2 separate regions of the Mus musculus genome follow, and region 1 is linked to region 2. Evidence: chromatin contacts called from public promoter capture Hi-C data. All regions are on one chromosome and are shown on one strand. The core of a region is the stretch at or near the end of the contact, and the rest is flanking DNA. Distances in the headings are between cores, read along the strand shown. Region 1 has its middle 22 kb from the start of Gm38934. Region 2 holds the start of Heatr9 (HEAT repeat containing 9).

Region 1 (5,463 bases), core at 1,419-3,918, 270 kb after region 2:
AACCCAGATGTGGGGGAAATTAACATATAAAGAACGCTCTTTCCAAGCTTGGGACTTTATTTTTGCTTTTACCACATTTGAAATTCCACACATGGCTATCACTCAGATTCAAAGGTGAACGCTAAGCCAGTTCAAGCCAAGAGGCACTCCCAGATGAGGGTGGTGAGGGCTGGACCCAGGCCAGCACAAGAGGAAAGCCAGTCAGGCTGTTCTTCCTGACTAGGAAAGGGAGGAAATCACATTTGAGGAGGGAGTGGCCTAACCCAAGGCAGGGAGGTTTAGCCAAGCGGATGGCCTCTGGTGGGTTAGCTTGTGACGCTCAGCATGGTGAGCCCATAGAGAGGTCATGGGCAGTGTCGGTAGGCTTACTAGACTTGTAGGTATCCCTAAAGCAAAATAGATTTGCTTTAGGGAGCACTCAGGTAGCAGATGGAGCACGAACAGAAGGGAGGAGCTGAGGGTTCTCACTCGAGGCTTCATTGTAGTTGCTGCCCGTGTAACCTGAGCCCTGGGATATTGAAACTCCCTTCCTTGTGACTGAGGTGTTGGCCATAGAGGGTGCCCCTCAGGAGGCACAGGAGCCTCCCAGGTATGCCATGCAGAGGAGGTCAGGTAGCATGGACCGAAGAAGCTCGGCATAACTCGAGGAAAGACAATGCTGGGTGTGAATCCACAAAGCCAGGAAGAAAGCGCAGCAGGCAGTCCCTCCAAAATTTCCACACAGTCACCACATGACTCAGCAACTCCAGGTGACACCCCAAACAAATGATGTGACCAAGTACAGCAGTGCCCACAGCTGCAGCATTCGGGATAGCCCCTAACTAGCAACGGCGGCTCTGCTGGCGACCAGAGAACGGCATGATGTGTGTCTACTCGGTGGAATAATATTGGGCTGTAGAAAAGGTGAAATATCAATATACTCCATATCGTGGGTGAGCCATTAAATGCTATGCTAAGTCAAAGAAGACAGCCACGTATACTGTAGGTTTTCATTTACATGAGATGCTCAGAATAACATTTAAGTGTTTGCCTGAACAGGTGTTGGGGATAATAAGGGAAAGTACCTGAGTTGGGTTCCCAGGACCCACGTCCAATGGCTCACAGCCACCTGTCACTCCAGGGGATCCAGCGCTCTCTTCTGGTCTATGAGGGCAACTGCACTCACATGACACAAGTGTCAGGTCAGCTTGACTTCATAAGAACGGAACAGCTCTGGAACAGTAGGATTTTCATTCATTTATTCATTCATCCATTCACTGGAGAAGATATCTGGAGAATTTATCAAATATATAAGATATAATATATAAAAATCAGGCAAGTGCAGGGCAGTGGTGGTGCATGCCTTTAATTCCAGCACTTAGGAGACAAAGACAGGCAGATTTCTGAGTTCAAAGCCAGCCTGGTCTACAGAGTGAGTTTCAGGACAGCCAGGGCTACACAGAGAAACCCTGTCTCAAAAATAAAAAAGAAAAAGAAAAGAAAAGAAAAAGAATCAAGCAGAAGAAAATATCAGGGAACAAGGAAAAAAAAAGTCCTGCAGATATCACACTTGATCAGGACGGTAAGCTAATACCGTCAGTGACCTGGGGTCTCGGGGGCCAGAGGCAAGGAAAAACAGATCATGGCCGGACAGAAAGCTCTGGGCAGATTATAGTTTGGCACGAGGTGTGAAGGAAGTTCTCCCTGGGAAGACAACCTTTGAGCAGAGGCAGGCGGGGGTGACCCTTGGGGTGACCACAGAGCTGTACAGCAGGTGGCACGTAGGACACACAGGCTATCTTAGAGGGGCAGGAGGTAACAGAGCAGAACAGCAGGTGGAAACAGGAGGAGGCTGAGCGTGGTAACTGGGATGTGGGGCCTTCCTGGCCTTGTCCCCCCACCATAAAGAGGAGGGGTTTAGGAACCATGGGTGGGGAGGGCTGTGAGCAGAGCTTTGCCCTGACCTTATGGAAGGGCCCCTCTAAGTCAAGGTTTTCAACCATGGCACTGTTAATTCCTCGGGCAGGCTGGTTCCTTGTAGGTGCACTGTGGGATGTTTGTCAACATCTCAAACCCCTTACTTAACCAGACGCCAGGAAGAATCCCCCTAACTATGACAACCCAACATATCTCATGCTTTGGAAAATGTGCCCTGGAGGGCTAAGAAGCCCAAAGTGGAGAAGCATCGCTCTTCTCTGAGCCTTAGCTTGTAGGGGGCATGGGTTCAGGGAGCTCTGGTCTGAAAGGCTGGATTTGGGGGTGGTCGTGACACCTGTAGGATAACATGTCTCTCGTGCAGTGAGACAACCTTCCACCCTGGAATGAATGTAAAGAAAAAAAAAAAAAAAAGCAACACCCTTGGTTACGCTTAATGCTTTGAACAAGAACGGTATGTAAGGTGCCAGAGAAGGTACCAGAAGAATCTCTTGAGCTTTTGGCCCTGCCTCACAAGCATGGCAAGGCAAGAGTATAGAAAAGGGGAGTGGTAAGGGGCTGGAGACAAGGGAACGCGAGCCCCAGTCATCTGGGAGGGGCTCATCGATTCTTGATGCATTTCCTGAGTATCTTCTATACATGAGGCAGTTTCGCTAGCATCGTGTCATCTGAGAACAATACTTAACAGTGAGGCAAATGTTATCCTTCCTGTTTTGTGACTCACAGATTACGAAACTTCTGAGTAACATGCTCAGATCACGGTCGGGACGCATGCGCCTTCCTGTCAATGCCCGATGCTGGCTCCCTGAAGCGTCTAAGTGAAGCTTATGCTAGCTAGCATTGAAGGCAGCGCAGGTTCAAGTGGGGCTGGGAAGCAGAGCAGATGACACAGCTGCTTGCTGCTTGAATGGAGCTTGGATGGGGAGTAAATTACAGGGATTTGGGGCAGGGCTATTTCTTAAAGCATAGAGCTTGTTAATATCAGTTTTGCTTAGGGGAGGGAGAGCTTAAAAGTACGCTTGCACAGGTCAGAGGACAATGTATAGAGGATAGCTCTCTCCCACCTTGTGAATCCCAGGGATCTAACTTAGGTCATCAGGCTTGGCACAGTTTACCCACAAACTTTTCCAAACATCTCTCTCTCTCTCTCTCTCTCTCTCTCTCTCTCTCTCTCTCTCTCTCACACACACACACACACACACACACACACACACACACTGTCTCTCCCTGTGTCTGTTTCGCTCTCTCTGCTCTCTCTGCCTCTCTCTTTCTCTCTCTCTCTCTCTCTCTCTCTCACACACACACACTCTGTCTCTCCCTGTGTCTCTGTTTCGCTCTCTCTGCTCTCTCTGCCTCTCTCTCTCTCTCTCTCTCTCTCTCTCTCTCTCTCTCTCTTTCTCCCCCCCCCCCTTGGTGTCCTATGTAATAGTGCTCTCTGTAACACAGGGCAGGCATGATGCTTGGGGTCTGATATGCTAAGTAGACTGCAGGTAGCATAGTGGGCACCACCTTTTTCCCCAAGCCAGGAAGCTTTTCCAAACCTTCCCTCAATCAGCTGACCCAGAATCATCTTGGGCCATGACAGGTGCTTTTCCAGAAGTCTCTCTTGACCCCTTTAGATAAAGGGAAAGTCTCCCAGAATGTGCCTGATGACAGACACTCTCCAAGCTGTAACAGGAGACAGGATAGGACTTCTGAGAAGGTTGGTTTTGTGTTGTTGCGTTGTTTTGCTTTGTGTCAGCATGAAATGATGAAGGTGATGGACTGGCCAAAGCCTCGGAGTCTGAGCCATTTCCAGCCCCAGCCCCAGCCCCACGTGCATACAGAATGTATCCTGCCACGACCTTTAGATCTGAAGAAACTCAGGTTCCATCCTTCTGAGAAAAGCCTGCCAGCATCCCAATGCAAAAAAATAAATTAAAAAAAAAAAAAAAGCCTCCAACCCAGAAATACTTTGTCCAGCCTTCTCCAGGAATGGAGACCAAGACATGTGGGTGAACACACACTTCATTGTGTTTGACAAGATGAAATCAAAGGCAGACCAACAGCTGGGTTAAACTCTTTATATAGGTTTCTCTACTTTAACAATGTTAGAGAATGGTTTAGATATAGAAAATTTTTAAATTGCCAGGCATGATAGTGCACACCTTTAATCCCAGTACTCTGTAAGCAGGAGCAGGCAGGATCTCTGTGAGTTCAAGGCTAGCCTGATTTACATAGAGGGTTCCAGGACTATTCAGTGAGATGCCGTTTATAAACTTTAAAAAGGGGGGACTATGCTTGGACTATAGTGTTAAGGAAAAAAGTAATATATATATATATATATATATATATATATATATATATATATATATATATATGTGTGTGTGTGTGTGTGTGTGTGTGTGTGTATTAATGTAATATAATAATGTATATACACACATTTATATACATATATATTATAACAACAATTGACAGTTTGCAAAGAGTTTTTTTTCCATTGTATTAGAAGGTTATTTCTGCAAGCTGAGACAATGGGTAATTTTGTCTTTTTTTTCTTTTTAATTTTTACATGTCTGAGTGTTCTGAATGTGTATCTATGTACTATGTGCGAGGCCAGGAAGGCCAGAAGAGGGCATCAGGTCCCCTGGGCTGTGAACCACCATGTGGAAGCTGGATCCTCTGCAAGAGCAGCCGATGCTCTTGTTTGTCTGTTTGTCCAGACAGGGTCTCACTACACAGCCTTGGCTGGCCTGGAACTCTATGTGGTGACTTATTTCAGGCTTCTTAACCTCCGAGCCAACGCACCAGCCCCTGCATTTTTTCCCTTACACTAATGTTTTTCTGAATTCCTAAGTGATAAGGAAAAGGTAATTATCTTAAAAGAGCAAGAGCTGAGTTACTGGGAAGGGTCAGAGCCCGGTGGGTCTCACTGCACTACCCATGTCGGGAGGGGCACCACTGGTGTCTTCTAAATTCAGGAAGCATCTGCAGGATATTACCGACACTGTGCAGAACCCACATCATTAATATTTTTATATAGAGTCTTCAGGGTTTTTGTTTGTTTGTTTGTTTGGTTGGTTGGTTGGTTGGTTGGTTTTGGTTTTGTTTGTTTGTTTGGTTGGTTGGTTGGTTTTGGTTTGGTTTGGTTTGGTTTGGGGGGCTTGGCAGCAAGTTTTTTCTTTTCTTTTCTTTTCTTTTCTTTTCTTTCTTTCTTTTTTCCCTTTTTGTTTTTTCTTTTTCTTCTTTTTTGGGACAGGGTTTCTCTATATAGTCGTAGCTGTCCTGGAATTCAGGACACCTATAAACTAGGCTGGCCTCGAAATCTGCCTACCTCTGCCTTCCACGTACTGGGATTAAAGGCATGTGCCACCACTGCCCAGTCCATTTTAATTTTTTTACTTTATGTGTTTGGGTGTTTTTCCTGCATGTATGTGTGTGCACTCAGTCATGCTGGTGCCTGCAGAGTCTAGCAGAAGGCATTGACTCTCCTGGACCTGGAGTTATAGACTATTGTGAGCCACCATGTGGGTGGCTGGGAATCGAACCTGGGTCCTCTGGAAGAGCAAC
Region 2 (5,100 bases), core at 1,202-3,701:
AGCAGTGAGAAGGGCAGGCCTGGGGGAGGCCAAGGCGAAGGAAAAGAGGCTACTACTTATTCAGACAGTAGTGCCTACGGTATGTTGCATAGTTGCATCGGTTTACTGGAGTCTATGTGCCACCACGAATTTCACAGGCTACTTGAGAAAACGGGCTTCCTTCAGACGCTCTCTTAGCTGTGTGACTACTTCAGTGTGTGTGTGCTGCTAAGATTACACACAAGGCCTTTTGCATGTCAGATCTCAAGCCTTTTACTACTTGGTACAGTTCTGACTGTAGCTGAGGGGTTCATGTGCACAGTGGTTTTCTATGGACCTGGCCTGGATTCGGCCAGCTCTCAAATCTTTCTATCTTTACAACACATCTTTTTTTGGCAACAGGGAGCAGTGGGTTTTTGCCAGTAGCTCCCGACTCAGAGACTGATAAGACCCTTATGGGTTTCCCAGTGACTATCAGGACTTCAGTCATGCGATGCTCACTCAAAGAAGTAGGGTTTCTAGATGTAGCAAGGCACTAATAAGAAACTGCAAAAGATGTCAGCTTAAATTTGGGTTTCAGGAATGAATAAAGTATTTAGGACTTTATATATATATATATAATCACATGTACTGTTTATGGGATATTTAAATTTAATTGGTCAGTTTGTGTTTTATCTAGCAACCCCAAGTAAGGATTGCTTCTTTAACAAAAATGACTCCTTTTAGCAGACAATCCACATAGTCCAGGCCTTACAGACTTTGTCTCATTAGAAACTACACAAGGGGGCAGGCAGTGTTGACCTATAATGAGAACTCTGGAGGCTCACTCAGAGAAGGGAAGTAACTTGTCTGAGATCACACAGGTGAGTGTCAGGCTCTGTGAGCTAGCTTGAATTGGGAGGGAGTTTGGTGCTCTTCCTATTTTGACACAGCTCCTAGAGTAACAAAAATCATTTACCTTGTAACAGGACAAGGGCAGGTGAACAGGAGCCATGGCTTTTCTGAATTCTGGCAAGAGAGCAAAGATATGCAGGTGGTACCAGTAAGTAGTTAAAAGTATGAGTTTCAACACCTTGTGAGGCATTCATTTGTTCTGCAGCTAGTAAATACTAGCACCAGGTTTCCCCCCAGGAACTAGGGGAGGGGCATAAAATGAGGCATCATCCTTGCCCTTCAGTGGCAGGTAGTCTTCCTGGTACTGTGCCAGGGAGCCTCTCAGAAATGCTGTCAGGAACATCATGTCAACCAGATCCCCAGGGGCCTCCCATGTAGTTGGAGTTTGGGGAACATGGGACCAGTAGTGTTCCCAACCCTGGTTGCATATAAGTATCATTGGAATGACATTTGAACATGCCTGGGCCCTGTATCAGACTAATTGAGTCAGATTTGTGATAATAGAGCCTAGGCATTTTGGGAAGCTCCCCTGGAGATTCCAGTATTCCGTTAAGGGTGACAACTGTTGGTCTCTCTCATTTTCTCCAATGTGAGTGTGCATTAGGCTGAGAGAGCTTGTTAAAGCCCAGATTCCCGTGCTTGCTTCCGCAGCACATATGCTAAAATTGGCATGACACAGAGAAGATTAGCATGGCCCCTGTGCAAGGATGACACGCAAATTCGTGAAGCATTCCATAGTTTTCAAACAACAAAACAAAACAACCCCCCCAGGTTCCCAGGACTCCCCCCCCCCCAGTATCTGATTCTCTAGGGGATGGGTGGATCTGATCACTCTGGGACATTTTGAAAACTATTGGTTTAGCATTTGAGGCAAATTCTGGTCTGCAGTGATTTACAAAGGGAAACGAATGTGGAGATACACACAAGCAGTATAGCTGAGAGGTACCTTCAAGGCTGGGAATCAGATATTTATGTCCTAGAGATAATACAGACCAAGTCTTGTATAAAAGCAAGAGTTAGCAGGGTAGGGATGCAGAAGCAAGCTGATATATAAGTTTGAGGCCAGCCTGGTTTACAGAGAGTTCTAGGACAGCTAAGGACTAGGGGGTGTTAATCAGGTAAGTCAGGGATAAGAGCAGTGGGCTTAGGGAAGACCTTATGCAAGGAGCTGGAGGTGTAAGGTTTGTATGGAAGGCAAGACACAGGTAAGGGAGAAGCTGGGGGACACACAGGTATCCTGACTTGAGAAAATCCAACATGTCTTCTTTTGGAAAGAAAGACTTACTGAGACCTCAGGGGAGACATCAACTGTCCAAAGGCTTGCCCTGGCCTTTCCCATGGATTTGCTGAACCCAGGGCCTTGTCTGAGATTGGGTCCGGTTTGCTGGCTTTACCTTATCAGGTCCCCACCCCTAGCTTCATTCCTTTCTACCCCATCCTCACTTTTGTTCCGGTTTCGATAGTCCATTGACTTGGGGATTTGAAAAAAATCAGCCTGTTTTTCTTGGCTCTCCATCCTCTTTGGTATAGGTTAGAGGAGAACCAGAGCAGCCAGAAGTTCAGGGACGTGAAGCCAAGAGGGTACAGCTTGAAGAGGCCCTTTCTCTGGTATAAGTGAGACCAGGGAGACACACTCAAGCACTGAGCAACTAGGTTGTCATGGTGAACAGAACACCATTTCCATTGTTGAGTCCCACTGCTGGCCCCTGTTGGCCTCCTGACTCAGCTGCTCACTGAACTTCATTTCCTTCTGCAGCATAATGGTGGAGTCATGTCTGCTCAACTCTAGTAGCTTTGGTGAGGAACACAGTGTTTGTGAACCATCAAGTTCAAGACAACCCATGTGAAGTACAGGGGTTGTTCACAGAATTGGTCATCAGGAAAATGACCGGGACAGGAAAGCCTCTCTTATACGCACATCCTTCATTCTCTGGCAGGAGGCTGTGTGGCAAGGAGCTGCTGTTCAGATCTCTTCTGTTTGCATATACTGTTCCATCTACCTTGTGTCTTTTCCCTTCCTGCCTGCCTGTCAGATTGTCACTCAGATCTTTCATGTCATTTCTGAAGGTTTTCCTTTCCCAAGCTCCCCTCCCCACATGACCCAGTGATGCAATCCCTTTTTTTACTTCACTCCGGTGCCTAGCATGTAGTAGGTCAGCACACAGTAAGAAGCCTACTTTGTGTCTTGTTTTCTTTTTTTTTTTTTTTTTTTTTTTTGTTGCTGCGATTAAAATGTTCTCACAAAGGCAACTTCAGGATGAAAGTGTTATTTGATTTCATAGTTCAGGATACAATCCGCTGTGACAGAAAAGTCACAGCAGCCTGGCCAGTCACAGTGAAACCATAGAACAGTCTCTCTCTCCATTCAGTCCAGAGCCTGGCTCCTGAGATGGTGTTGCCCACATTATAGATAGATCTTCCTACTCCTAATAAGCTTATCAAGGGGCTGGAGAGGTAGCTCAGCAGGTATGATCATCAGGGAAGACCTGTCTTTGGTTCCCAGCACCTACTTGACAGTTCACAATAGTTTGTACCTTCAGTTCTAGGGGATCCAATGCCCTCATTTGACCTGTGTGCACCAAGAACACCTGTGGTACACATGCACGCAGGTAAACGTTCATACAAAGAAAATATATGAATTTTTAAATTCATCTTTAAAAAAAGAAAAAGGGGACTCTCTCCCAGGTATGGCCAGTGGCTTAGTTCATTCTAGATCCATTCAGTCTTGATAACCGAAGACTAACCATGACACTACATGTCAAGAAAATATGGACCAATGGGGCTAGAGATGTGGCTTACTGGCTAAGAACACTTGTTGCTCTTGCAGAAGACCTGAGTTCTGTTCCCAGCACCCACATGGCTGGCAACTATCGATTACCTCAGTTACAAGGAATCCACAGGAACACGTGTGGTGCGCATACATGTAAGCTTGCAAAGCATTAATACATGTAAAGAAGAATAAAGAAATCTAAAAAAAAAAACACCCTAAAAATATGTATCACTGGCTTGATCCTTATTTAATCAGACTTGATATAAATAAACTGACATGAGTGCTTTTATGTGCCGCACAGAGAAAGATAACATTCTCAAGTGGGAGTCCTACCAGAATTACTCAATCTGAGTCCAATTGAAAGGAAATAAGAAACCTAAATGATAAGTATGCTACAAAAATATAAACTAAACAATTTCAGTGCCCTTAAGGATGACAAAAGATAATGTTGTTTAGCCAGGTGATGTAGCAGACACTTATAATCCCATCCTGAAAGTTCAAGGCCAGTCTGGGCTATCTACTGACGTCCTGCTTCAATAAACGAAATGAATGGCTAGGCACGGTGGGTCAGCCATGTAGGCTCAGCACTGGAGATGGAGGGGATTATCTTAAGGTCCAGGCCACCCTAGTCTACATAGGGAGTTCCAGGCAGCTTAGGCTACATAGGAAGCTCCCTGCTCCCCCCCCCCCTCAGAAAACAAAAGGCAAAGAATGTGTTAACACTAAAAAGGCCAGTTGTAGTAGTGCACACCTTCAATCCCAGCACTCAGGAGGCAGAGGCAGGTGGGTGTGCCTCTCTCTCTCTCTCTCTCTCTCTCTCTCTCTCTCTCTCTCTCTCATGAACACACACACATACACACACACACACACACACACACACACACACACAGAGAGAGAGAGAGAAAAATGTGCTAACACTGAAAAGGCCAGTTGTGGCAGTCCATGCCTTTAATCCCAGCACTCAAGAGGCAGAGGCAGGTGGATTCCTGAGAGTTCCAGACCACCCTGATTTACATAGCCCATTCTAAGACAGCCCTGGCTTCACAAAGAGATGCTGTTTGTTTGCTTTTTTTTTTTTTGTTAGTTCTGTTTTCTTTTTTTAAATAACACCAAAATGACATTCCACTTAATTCAGTGTTTCTACTGAATCAGATTCTTAATAAAAAACATTCATAGAGGGCATTATTGGGCCAGTGGGGATGTGACAATGTATATTTGACAATTGTTTCTTAGAAAATAATAGTGTCCTTGTTTCCTGTTTCTCACTTTGTGGTTATGTAGAATGTTCTTGTCATTGGTAGACAATACTGAAACCTTTACTGGTGTAGTGGTATTGTACATCCAGTTTCAGATGGCTCAGAAAAAAGGTATATGCCAGAGGGAAGGGGAGGGTATTTTGAATAAGTTTAAAAAGTTGAGAATTGCCGGGCAGTGGTGGTGCATGCCTTTAATCCCAG

What was found. Promoter capture Hi-C pulls out the DNA fragments that hold promoters and counts their contacts.
Region 1: a contact with region 2 is called in a promoter capture Hi-C map of the HPC-7 cell line. The contact joins the enhancer-like site here to the promoter of Heatr9 in region 2. A contact is called at or near these places in 9 of 39 promoter capture datasets (the C10 cell line, the HPC-7 cell line, embryonic stem cells and 5 more), 1 of 15 datasets of contacts at CTCF or cohesin (large pre-B cells), 1 of 484 Hi-C or Micro-C datasets (bone marrow-derived macrophages), 4 of 115 datasets of contacts at active chromatin or transcription factors (cardiomyocytes, embryonic fibroblasts, embryonic stem cells and 1 more) and 4 of 9 other capture datasets (adipose tissue, embryonic stem cells, liver and 1 more).

Annotation. Positions count from the first base shown.
Region 1 is chr11:83,786,798-83,792,260 of GRCm38.p6, forward strand. No RefSeq gene overlaps it. Among named protein-coding and RNA genes, the nearest start is that of Gm38934, 22 kb to the right of the region's middle. Within about 2 kb of position 2,669, at least 133 of the 459 cell types and tissues checked have an H3K27ac peak or open chromatin away from gene starts, as enhancers often do. A contact at or near this core is called in the HPC-7 cell line, bone marrow-derived macrophages, embryonic fibroblasts and 1 more, where this site is marked.
Region 2 is chr11:83,519,648-83,524,747 of GRCm38.p6, forward strand. Heatr9 (HEAT repeat containing 9) reads right to left here and starts at 2,452. Exons shown (of 15, transcript NM_001045543.2): 1 at 2,317-2,452; 2 at 938-987. The coding sequence starts at 2,389. The region is part of intron 2 of Gm32650 (a long non-coding RNA gene); the gene reads left to right. Gm23247 (a small nuclear RNA gene) reads left to right here and starts at 1,509; the gene lies at 1,509-1,615.